Regions from separate parts of the Columba livia genome. Here region 1 is linked to region 2. A link is a contact called in public Hi-C data. All regions are on one chromosome and are shown on one strand. The core of a region is the stretch at or near the end of the contact, and the rest is flanking DNA. Distances in the headings are between cores, read along the strand shown.

The links. A called contact is a pair of places that touch in the nucleus more often than the background predicts.
Region 1: a Hi-C map of liver shows a contact between it and region 2, with 1.9 times the contacts expected there. The contact joins the enhancer-like site here to the promoter of ACTG1 in region 2. A contact is called at or near these places in 2 of 2 Hi-C or Micro-C datasets (crop and liver).

What each region holds. Positions count from the first base shown.
Region 1 is chr18:12,986,979-12,991,572 of bColLiv1.pat.W.v2, forward strand. It overlaps SLC38A10 (solute carrier family 38 member 10), which reads left to right. Exons shown (of 17, transcript XM_065035084.1): 12 at 3,954-4,124; 13 at 4,375-4,594. Among named protein-coding and RNA genes, the nearest start is that of NDUFAF8, 10 kb to the right of the region's middle. Within about 2 kb of position 1,668, at least 3 of the 3 cell types and tissues checked have an H3K27ac peak away from gene starts, as active enhancers do.
Region 2 is chr18:12,922,704-12,927,171 of bColLiv1.pat.W.v2, forward strand. It overlaps ACTG1 (actin gamma 1), which reads left to right and starts at 1,878. Exons shown (of 6, transcript XM_065035082.1): 1 at 1,878-2,040; 2 at 2,413-2,545; 3 at 2,628-2,867; 4 at 3,172-3,610; 5 at 3,721-3,902; 6 at 4,007-4,468. The coding sequence starts at 2,423. The coding sequence ends at 4,150.

The DNA.
Region 1 (4,594 bases), core at 418-2,917, 64 kb after region 2:
GCAATGGGACGAGGTCCCTGCAGAGCAGCCGGCGCTGGGGACGCGGGAGCTGCTGCTGCGAGAGCCCCAAGCGTGGACCCGTGCCGCCCTGTGCCTGCGTGGGCTGTGAGCTCGACTAGCAATGAGGGGTGGTAAACGGTGCCCTTCTTCCCCCGCGGCTCCTCGGCCTCACCCGCCGTGTTTTGCGGGGCCGGGAGCCTGTGAAGCGCCGCGGCAGCCGCGTCCCGTCCCCCGGCACCGCTGCCCCGGTCCCTGCGCGGCTGCGTCGGGCTCCGCGCTCGGCAGCAACGCGCGGCTCCTGGGCGGGCGGGGGAGCCCCGGCCCCTTCCCGCGCCCCCGGCCGCCGTGCCGAGCCGAACCCGGGGGCTGCGCCGCGGCTTTTTCCCAGTTCTGCCTTCAGCATCTGACTTTTGCCTGTCAGCATGTGAGAGGAGTTTTATTGGCCTCTTTGATGTTGTGGAGACCAGAACTGTACAGACTTTCATTAAAACCCTGCCCTGTGGGCCCTGGGATTATGAATATTAGAACATTGCCCTTTTATGTGAACATGTATTGACCAGCGAAGTCTGAACAGTGTTTTTACTAACGACACCCAAGTGCCCATTACAGCCCCTGCCTGGATTGCTGGAGGTTTACTGTCAGCAGCTCTTCGGGAAAGGTATAAAACCCCTTTCAGAGATGTTCTGCCGCGCCGTGCGGCGTGTGCGCCTGTGTTAAAAGGTTGCTAAGCTGCCTGTGAAAGCTCATGAAGGCAATTATCCATTAAAAAAAAAAAAAAGCTAATTAGGCAATTTCTCTCTGTATTTGAAAGCACCCTAGAGGGTCTCATGGGGTGGATTAAGATTTTGTAATATTTTTCAGCTTCTTACTTGATCATCGCTGCTTCATTTTCTTTCTCGTTGTGCAATGTCGGGTAACAAAGACCCGATTCACGCTCCTTGTGCAAGAGCACCCTTTCCCGGCGCTGGGGACCCTTCTCCATCCATCCCTCGTGTCCTCCTGGTTTGTGTTACGTGGGACTCGGGCGAAACTCGGGGCTGCGTTTGGCTGTGATGCCGAGGGCTCCTCTGTCCTGTGCCGTATCTGGGTGTTTGTCCCCAGAAACGAGCCCTGCCCGGCTGCGTCCCCGCGGCGTCCCGAGCTGAGCAGCCCCCGGCGCCTGTGAAATGTGGATTATGTGGAGCTGCTAATAGCTGCCGAACAGCTCGATCCGCCGCGGCTCTCCCCGGTGCTCTGTGCACCCGAGCTTTTAATAGCGCCTGTGACACAGAAAAGGAGCCATCAGCCTCCTGTAATTTGGGTTCGTTTTTACTGCTGGTGCGTCGGGAGACAACTGTGAACTAATTTTGGTGATGCCATTCGATAACCTTGTGGAATCTGTACCCGTTTCAGGGAGAGGGGGCTGCGCCGGGCTCCCGGGGGGGCTCGTCCCTGCCCTGCGTGGGGCTGCTCGGCACATTTGGGGACAGCGATTTGCCCCCGTCCCTCTGCCCCACTTATTCTTCGTTTTCATTAGCATGAGCTGGTGGATTTTGCTCCATTTCCCTGCGCTGAAGCGGTTGAAGCGAAGCTGAAGCTGAACCGGCACGAGCCGATCCTGAACCCCGGGCGATGCTCCGGGGGGGCGGTGTCCCCCGGTCCCTTCCCCGGATCCCCCTCGGCTCGGGGACACACGGGGGCCCCTCTGGCACCCCCGCCCGCAGCGGCGTGTGCGGACGCAGCTTTTGGCTGCAGTTGTCGCTGCGGTGGCCGAGAGCGATAGGAGGATTTAATGCCTTTCTGGGAGCGCTGCTGCTACCCGAACCAGGGGCGGGGGGGAAGGGAAGCTTTTAGCTTGCTAATCGTGAAGTTTTATTGCAGCCGGGAGAGGCTGTTGGCAAACCACACCACGCGGCGACGGTCGCCGAGAGCCCTGGTTCCCTCGGGGCTGTGCCGAGGCGAAGCAAAGCCCCCGGCGCTGCCCGGCGCCCGCGTCCCCCGCTGCAGACCAAACAGCCTTTCCAGCCGCTCAGCCCGCTGGGGAGGCCAAGGCCGCTCATAGAGCACGGAGAGGCGCGGCGTTACTGCACCGCGCTCCAAAGGGACCCGGAGGGCGACGAGACAGAGCGGTTATTACACATCCCGAGCAAAATTGTTCTCTGCAAACCACATATAGTCCCTTATAGATTTCCATGCAGCGTGAGAGGTCGTTAATTCACACCCTGATGATGAACTTAATTTTGTTTCCTGCTGAGCAAATGATGGCTCGGAGGCAACTTTGTCTTATTATGGTGTGGAGACTCTAATTTTTTGTTTGTGTTTTGTTTGTGTTTTGCTCTTTTCTCGCATTGTTTGCAGAACAGGGACCACGCGGCTGCCTCTTGATTGACGATTGATGCTTTTTGCGCAGCGGGTTTCCCCAGCCCGCGGGTTGTGTCCCGGACCCGGGGGGGGGTTCACCTGCTGCGGCTCCCCCAGCCGGGGCAGTTCTGGTTTAACGCTCCGTTGGCGCTCGCAGGGACGGCCGTCCCGCTCCCTCCTCTGCTTTCCCCTCCTCTTGCTGCCGGGGCTCGCGGTTCCCGTCCGCCGTGGGAACGCGGTTGTGGTTCCCGGCTCCTCCGCCGTCTCCTCCGAGCGCAGCCCCCGCCCGGCTTCATGAACCAATTAACGGAAAAACTTTCCTCGGACGGAGTAACTAATTCGTTGTGTGTTGCTGCGAGGCCGGGGCTTCGCCGGAGCACCCGCGGCCGAGCCCGGCGCTCCCCTCCCGCTGCCCAGGCCCGCGGCCAGCGCCGGGCACTGGCTCCCGCAGCCCCGCTCGCCCCGAAGGAGACGGGTCCTGCCCGGCTGGCCGAGCCCGGCGCTCCCTCCGTGGGCAGCGCGACCCTTGCGCACCAGCCTCAAGTTTCTCATGAAACCCGAGTTGTTTTTCCCTCCCACCGTCGTTCCCGGCCGGAGAACCGCGGGCGGCCCCGCGCACGTCCCCGGACCGGCTGCCAGAGCGTCCAGGTTTCTGGACCGGCGCGGGGTCCTGCTGGCGCGGATCCCTCTGGGCCAGGACTTTGTACTCATTCTGTTGGGCTTTTCCCCCCTAATTTGGGTAAGGCCCACGCAGCTGAAGTTGTGGCAATCTCTTCTTTCCCATGAGTTCATCTTGTAATAAATCGCACCAGCCCTGCGGAGGGGGAGGGGAATATGGAAAGATGTTTATAGAATTAATTCCCCGAAGGAAATCGCTCGGGGGAGGGCAAACGGGGGAAGAGTTGAGAATGTTTTTTTGTTACAGAAGAGTTTGTTAGATGGAAAAAAAATCTGCAGAACAACTTCAGTGCTGGGAAACAATTGGGTTTCCTCCTCCGCTGCTCTTCTGAGGAAGAGCTCGCTCCCTGCTCGCGCTGTGTGGGTCGGGGGGACCGTTCCCGTCCCGCGGGGTGTGGGAGCTACTCCAGCGCTGAACCCCACCACTGGTTTGACTGGGATGTGTCTTTGGAGAGGTGGGGGAGTCCCTGTCCCCCCGGGAGTTTCCCCACGTCACGCTCGAGTGTGCGAAGGGCTGGGGATGTGCACCAAAAGGAGAAAAAGATCACGATCAAAGAGGGTTTGAGCAGCTGTGCAGCTGGTGCAGGGGAGGGGGGGTGCAGCTGGACCCCCCGGTTTCTCCCGCGCAGGGTCCGGCGGGGAGCCGGGGGTTTGCTACCATCTGGCGGCACCGGCTCGCAGCGGCAGGCGGCACGTCCCGGCCTGGCCTGGCCTGGCCTTCCGGCAAAGGCGCCGCGCGGGGAGAACAGCCAGGCGGCCCCAGAACAAAAGCCCCAACCCCTCCGCACTGATGCTGGAGGGAAGGTCGCTGCCCGGCTGGTGCGGGCACAGCACGGAGCTGCCACCCCGGCCCTGCCGAGCGGCGTCCTGCAGCTCCCGTCCGGCAGCTCCCGTCCTGCAGCTCCCGTCCTGCAGCTCCCGTCCTGCCTTTGCAGAGCAGAACCCGGCGGCGGAGGCGGCGGCGGATGACCGTGCTAAACCCAAACTGCTGGGGGAGAAGGAGGAGATGGAGCAGCCGCAGATCAAGGTGCCCATGGAGGTTCCCGAGAGAGAGGAGGACAGAGGGAAGCCGGAGGAGAAAGTGCAGCTCGACCGTCCCGATCAGGGTAAGGGGGGCTCTGGGGGAGAGCTGCCGGCTTCAGAGCTGGAGGTGCACACTGCAGGAGTATTTTAGGTAAAGATCCTGATCTGTGCTCGTTACCTCGTGCACTGAAGGTGATTTAGTATTTGATGCTCTCGGGGCTCGTTGGGAACGCAGCCTCTGGTGAGGAAGGGGAGGCCGGGTTGAGAAGGGCAGCTGGGTGTGCAGTGATCCCGCTGCTTTTCCAGCCGCTCACCCTGCCTGTCGTCCCGCAGGGATCGCCCTGCCCGTGGGGGAGGCTCATCGCCACGAGCCGCCCGTCCCGCACGACGAGGTGGTGGTGGACATGGGGCGGGAGCGCGAGGAGTCCGACGAGAACAAGGCTGTGCCCGGAGCCGCCAACGACCGTCTGCTCGAGCCGGCGCTGGATCCTCAGAAAGAGGCGCTTGGCCCAAAACAAGGGAAGGAAGCGATTGCTGAGAACCAGCCGCGGGG
Region 2 (4,468 bases), core at 628-3,127:
AGCGCCTCCCCCGGGATCCGTCCCCGCAGCGTCGCGTTCGTCCCCCCACTGCGTCCTGCCCGGGAGCCCCCAAGTGTCCGTGGCCCCGGGGGTCCCGGCTCACGGGCGGGGCTGCCCACACCGGTCCCCCCACCCTGGGGTGGGAGATGTCACCTGCACAGCCCCCCTGAGCCAGACCCCCAGCCCGAGGTGACAATGCCCACCCGGCCACCAGCCCCATGGGACACAGGGCCAGGCTGGCTGCTCGGTGCTGGCGGGGGGACGTGAGACCCCCCGAGCTGTGCAGGGACCCGCACAGGGGCCCCCATGCCCACCCAGCGCCTGGCACCCCAGCACCCCTTGGCGCCCCGCAGCTGCCGCTGCGCCGCTGACAGCCCCACGACACCCATCCAGGCTCAGGCGCCGGCGGTGCCGGGGTGGCTGGGGAGGGCCTGAGCGTGCAGCATTTTGTCCCCTGGCAGTGCTGGGAATCCCTCCGGAGACATGAGCTCCTGCCACTGCTCCACACACGGACACGGGTGGTGGCGAGGCCGGAGCCACCACCTGCACCTGCCCGACCGCCACAGTGGGGCTGGGAGCACGAGATCCGTGTCGGTGGCATGGCATGCGGCTCTCTGGCATCGTGCGTGGCTACCTGACACGACACATGGCTACCCAGCGTGGAGCAGGAGTCCCCGCACGGCACACAGGTCTGCGGCACAGTGCACTGGTGTGAGCAGTGCCCACGGCACCCCGCGGCACACGGGGTGCACAGCCCACGGCACCCCCTGGCCACGGGGGCTCGGGCACAAGCAGGGCCTGGGCCGGTGGGGTCAGGGGCTGCTGGGCGGACACGCTCTAAGTGGGGCAGTGCAGCCGGGGGTGTCTGTGGAGGACACCATCACCAGGCCCGGTGCCGTCCGTGGGGTGCACAGCACCCTCCGTGGGATGTCAGCACCAGCCGTGGGCGTGCAGCAGCGTTGGAGCTGAGGCAGAGCTTCTGGGGTGCCCCAGCGTGGCTGTGCGGTGCTGCGGGTGGGGGGCACTGCCGGGGTGCTGTCTGCAGGGAGCGGGATGGGGGTGCTGTCCGCAGGGTGCACCGCGCTGCACCGGCGGCACGGCCTGTCTCTGGGTGCTGGCAGGAGCGCGAGCAGGCGGGGGTGCCGCCAGGGGTGCCGATGGCCGTGGGATGCACGTGCTGGCGCATGAGCTATAGGATCCGTGGTGTCACCTATGGGGGTGCGATGGGCACACAGCGCTGCTGGGGTGCACGGGGCTCTGGGGGGCAGTGCTGCTGAGCCTGGGGGTGCAGCCGGGGGCAAGCAGGGTGCAGAGCGCGGCTGGGGGTGCTGCTGTGGGGTGATGGGCACAGAGGGGCTCCCGGTGCTGCCGGTGGGGTGCAGGTGCTGGGGGGTTGCGGGTGCTGCCCAGTGCAGTGGATGGGGGTGCCTGGTGCTGCACGGGGGTGCGGTGGGTGGGGTGCACATGCCATCAGTGGGGTGCACATCGAGCGGGTGGGGTGCACACGCTGCCCGAGGGGTGCACGTGCTGCCTGAGGCCGTGCACGTGCTGCCCGGGGTGGGGGTGCCCGGCGCTGCCCGGGGGGGGGCGAGGTGCCACCTTCGGGGTGCGGGGCCCGGCCCGGCAAGGCCCGCGGCGGCCTGGCGCTACCGGGGGGGACCGGCTGCCGCCCGGGGATGTCCGGAGCTCGGTGGGGGTGCCCGGCGCTGCCGGGGGTGCTGCCGGGCGCTGCGGCCGGGGGTCCCCGCCGGGGCCGGGGGTCCCACCGCCCCCCCCCACTTTGCCCCATGCAGGTTCCGGGGTGCTGTGGGGCGGGGGCAGCCCGGCAGCCGCCCCACGTGGTCGGTGCCGCGCCAGCCAATGAGAACGCGTGTTTCTGAAAGATCTCCATATATGGCGATGTTCTCGGCCGGGAGGGTGGGGCCGTCGCCCCCTGGGTATAAAAGCGCGGGGCTGGGAACGGGACGGTCTCACTCAGCCGGCGGCAGCGGACTAAGTGGTACCGTCTCCTCAGCGCCGAGAGCAGCTTCCCCCGCACAGGTACTGGCACCGGCCCCGCGGCACCGGCCACGGGGCGTGGCCCACACCCCTTCCGCCCCCTTCTCCTGCAGTCCCTGGGGGGGGTGGCGAGCTCGGTCCCGGCTGGGGTGGGCTGTGGTCGCGTACTCCCCCATGCGTTTCCCCCGTGCCCCCCGCCGTGGTGGAATGGTCTCGTCCGTTTGAATGGGACGTTGAGGGTGTGTGTGTGGCGGGCGCGGCGCGATTGGCGGCGGTGGCGGTGACGTCAGGGCGCGGGAGATTCAAGCGGCACCGGGATGGGGGGGCGGCCCGGGGCTCGTCCCGGCGGGGCGGGAGGGGGGGGCGGCCTCCCGGGGCGGCTGCGCTGACCGGTCCCCCTCCCCCCCGCCACAGGGACTCCACCATGGAAGAGGAGATCGCCGCCCTCGTCATCGACAATGGCTCCGGTATGTGCAAGGCCGGTTTCGCCGGGGACGACGCTCCCCGCGCCGTGTTCCCCTCCATCGTCGGGCGCCCCCGGCACCAGGTAGGCGGGAGGGAGCGGCGGGGAGGGCGGGCCGGGGCGGTGCTGCCGGCAGGCGGGCGCTGACTCACTCTGGGCTCCCCAGGGCGTGATGGTGGGCATGGGGCAGAAGGACAGCTACGTGGGGGACGAGGCGCAGAGCAAGAGGGGCATCCTCACCCTGAAGTACCCCATCGAGCACGGCATCGTCACCAACTGGGATGACATGGAGAAGATCTGGCACCACACCTTCTACAATGAGCTGCGTGTGGCTCCTGAGGAGCACCCTGTGCTGCTCACAGAGGCTCCCTTGAACCCCAAGGCCAACAGAGAGAAGATGACGCAGGTACGGTTGCTTGCCTGGTGGCTACTCCTCGCTCTCATTTCATTCACAAACCTCCTTTCGTTATGACATCTTAAACCTGAGTTTGTTTTTTCTTTTTCTCCCAACATTTCCAGGGTTCTGTACTCCCGGCATTTCTCCCCTGACGCCTCAGGTTTCTTTCATTTGTGTTTCTGCCTGCATTCTTTGCTTTTTCCTTCACACACTGGGGATTTTTTTGCATGTCAGCATGTGTGTTCTCACCTGGGTGTGAGTGACCCAGCTCACTACTTGGTGTTAACTGATTGTTTTTTCCTTTTTGTTGCAGATCATGTTTGAGACCTTCAACACCCCGGCCATGTATGTGGCCATCCAGGCTGTGCTGTCCCTGTATGCCTCTGGTCGTACCACTGGTATTGTTATGGACTCCGGGGATGGTGTGACCCATACCGTGCCCATCTATGAGGGTTATGCTCTGCCCCACGCCATCCTGCGCCTGGACTTGGCTGGCCGTGACCTGACAGACTACCTCATGAAGATCCTGACAGAACGAGGCTACAGCTTCACCACCACAGCTGAAAGGGAAATTGTCCGTGACATTAAGGAAAAGCTGTGCTACGTTGCCCTGGACTTCGAGCAGGAGATGGCCACTGCTGCCTCTTCCTCCTCCCTGGAGAAGAGCTACGAGCTGCCTGATGGCCAGGTGATCACCATCGGCAACGAGCGGTTCAGGTGTCCAGAAGCTCTGTTCCAGCCCTCCTTCCTGGGTAGGTGTGGGCCAGGGCCGTTTCCTGGTGGTACCTCTGGTGTGGGGTTGGTGTGGCCACAAACGAGGGGCTGCCTGGGTACTAACAAGCCCACAACTCTTCTTCCCCAGGCATGGAGTCCTGCGGCATTCACGAGACCACTTTCAACTCCATCATGAAGTGCGACGTGGACATCAGGAAGGACCTGTATGCCAACACAGTGTTGTCTGGAGGCACCACCATGTACCCCGGCATTGCTGACAGGATGCAGAAGGAGATCACAGCCCTGGCGCCCAGCACAATGAAGATCAAGGTAAGAAACACTCCTTTGTTGCAGCAGACGGGACCGCTGATCCTCATGGGGGGAGGTGGGAGAAACTGGGGGCTGTTGTGACCACAGCTGCTCTCCTCCTGCAGATCATCGCCCCGCCTGAGCGCAAATACTCGGTCTGGATCGGCGGCTCCATCCTGGCCTCGCTCTCCACCTTCCAGCAGATGTGGATCAGCAAGCAGGAGTACGATGAGTCTGGCCCCTCCATCGTTCACCGTAAATGCTTCTAAACGGACTGCTGGCGAGCGCCCCGCGCCCGCTGCATGAGTTGTCTCACTAGTATATGTTTGCCCAGGCAAATCTATACACCTCATGCTAGCCTCATAAAACTGGAATAAGCCTTCTTTCAAAAGAAAACTTGCCCTTGGAAAGTCTGTACCTGATGTTAGACAAATGTCAGCACTGGATGGTTGAGCTCTCACTTGATTTGACCTTGTTATTTGAGTTAACCGTTCCCTCGCTGTACACCTGAGCGAAATACCCTGTGCGGATCCGCTCCTGGCCGCAGGGCTGGCGCGGCCCCTCGCTGCGGCAGGGGACCGGGGCGC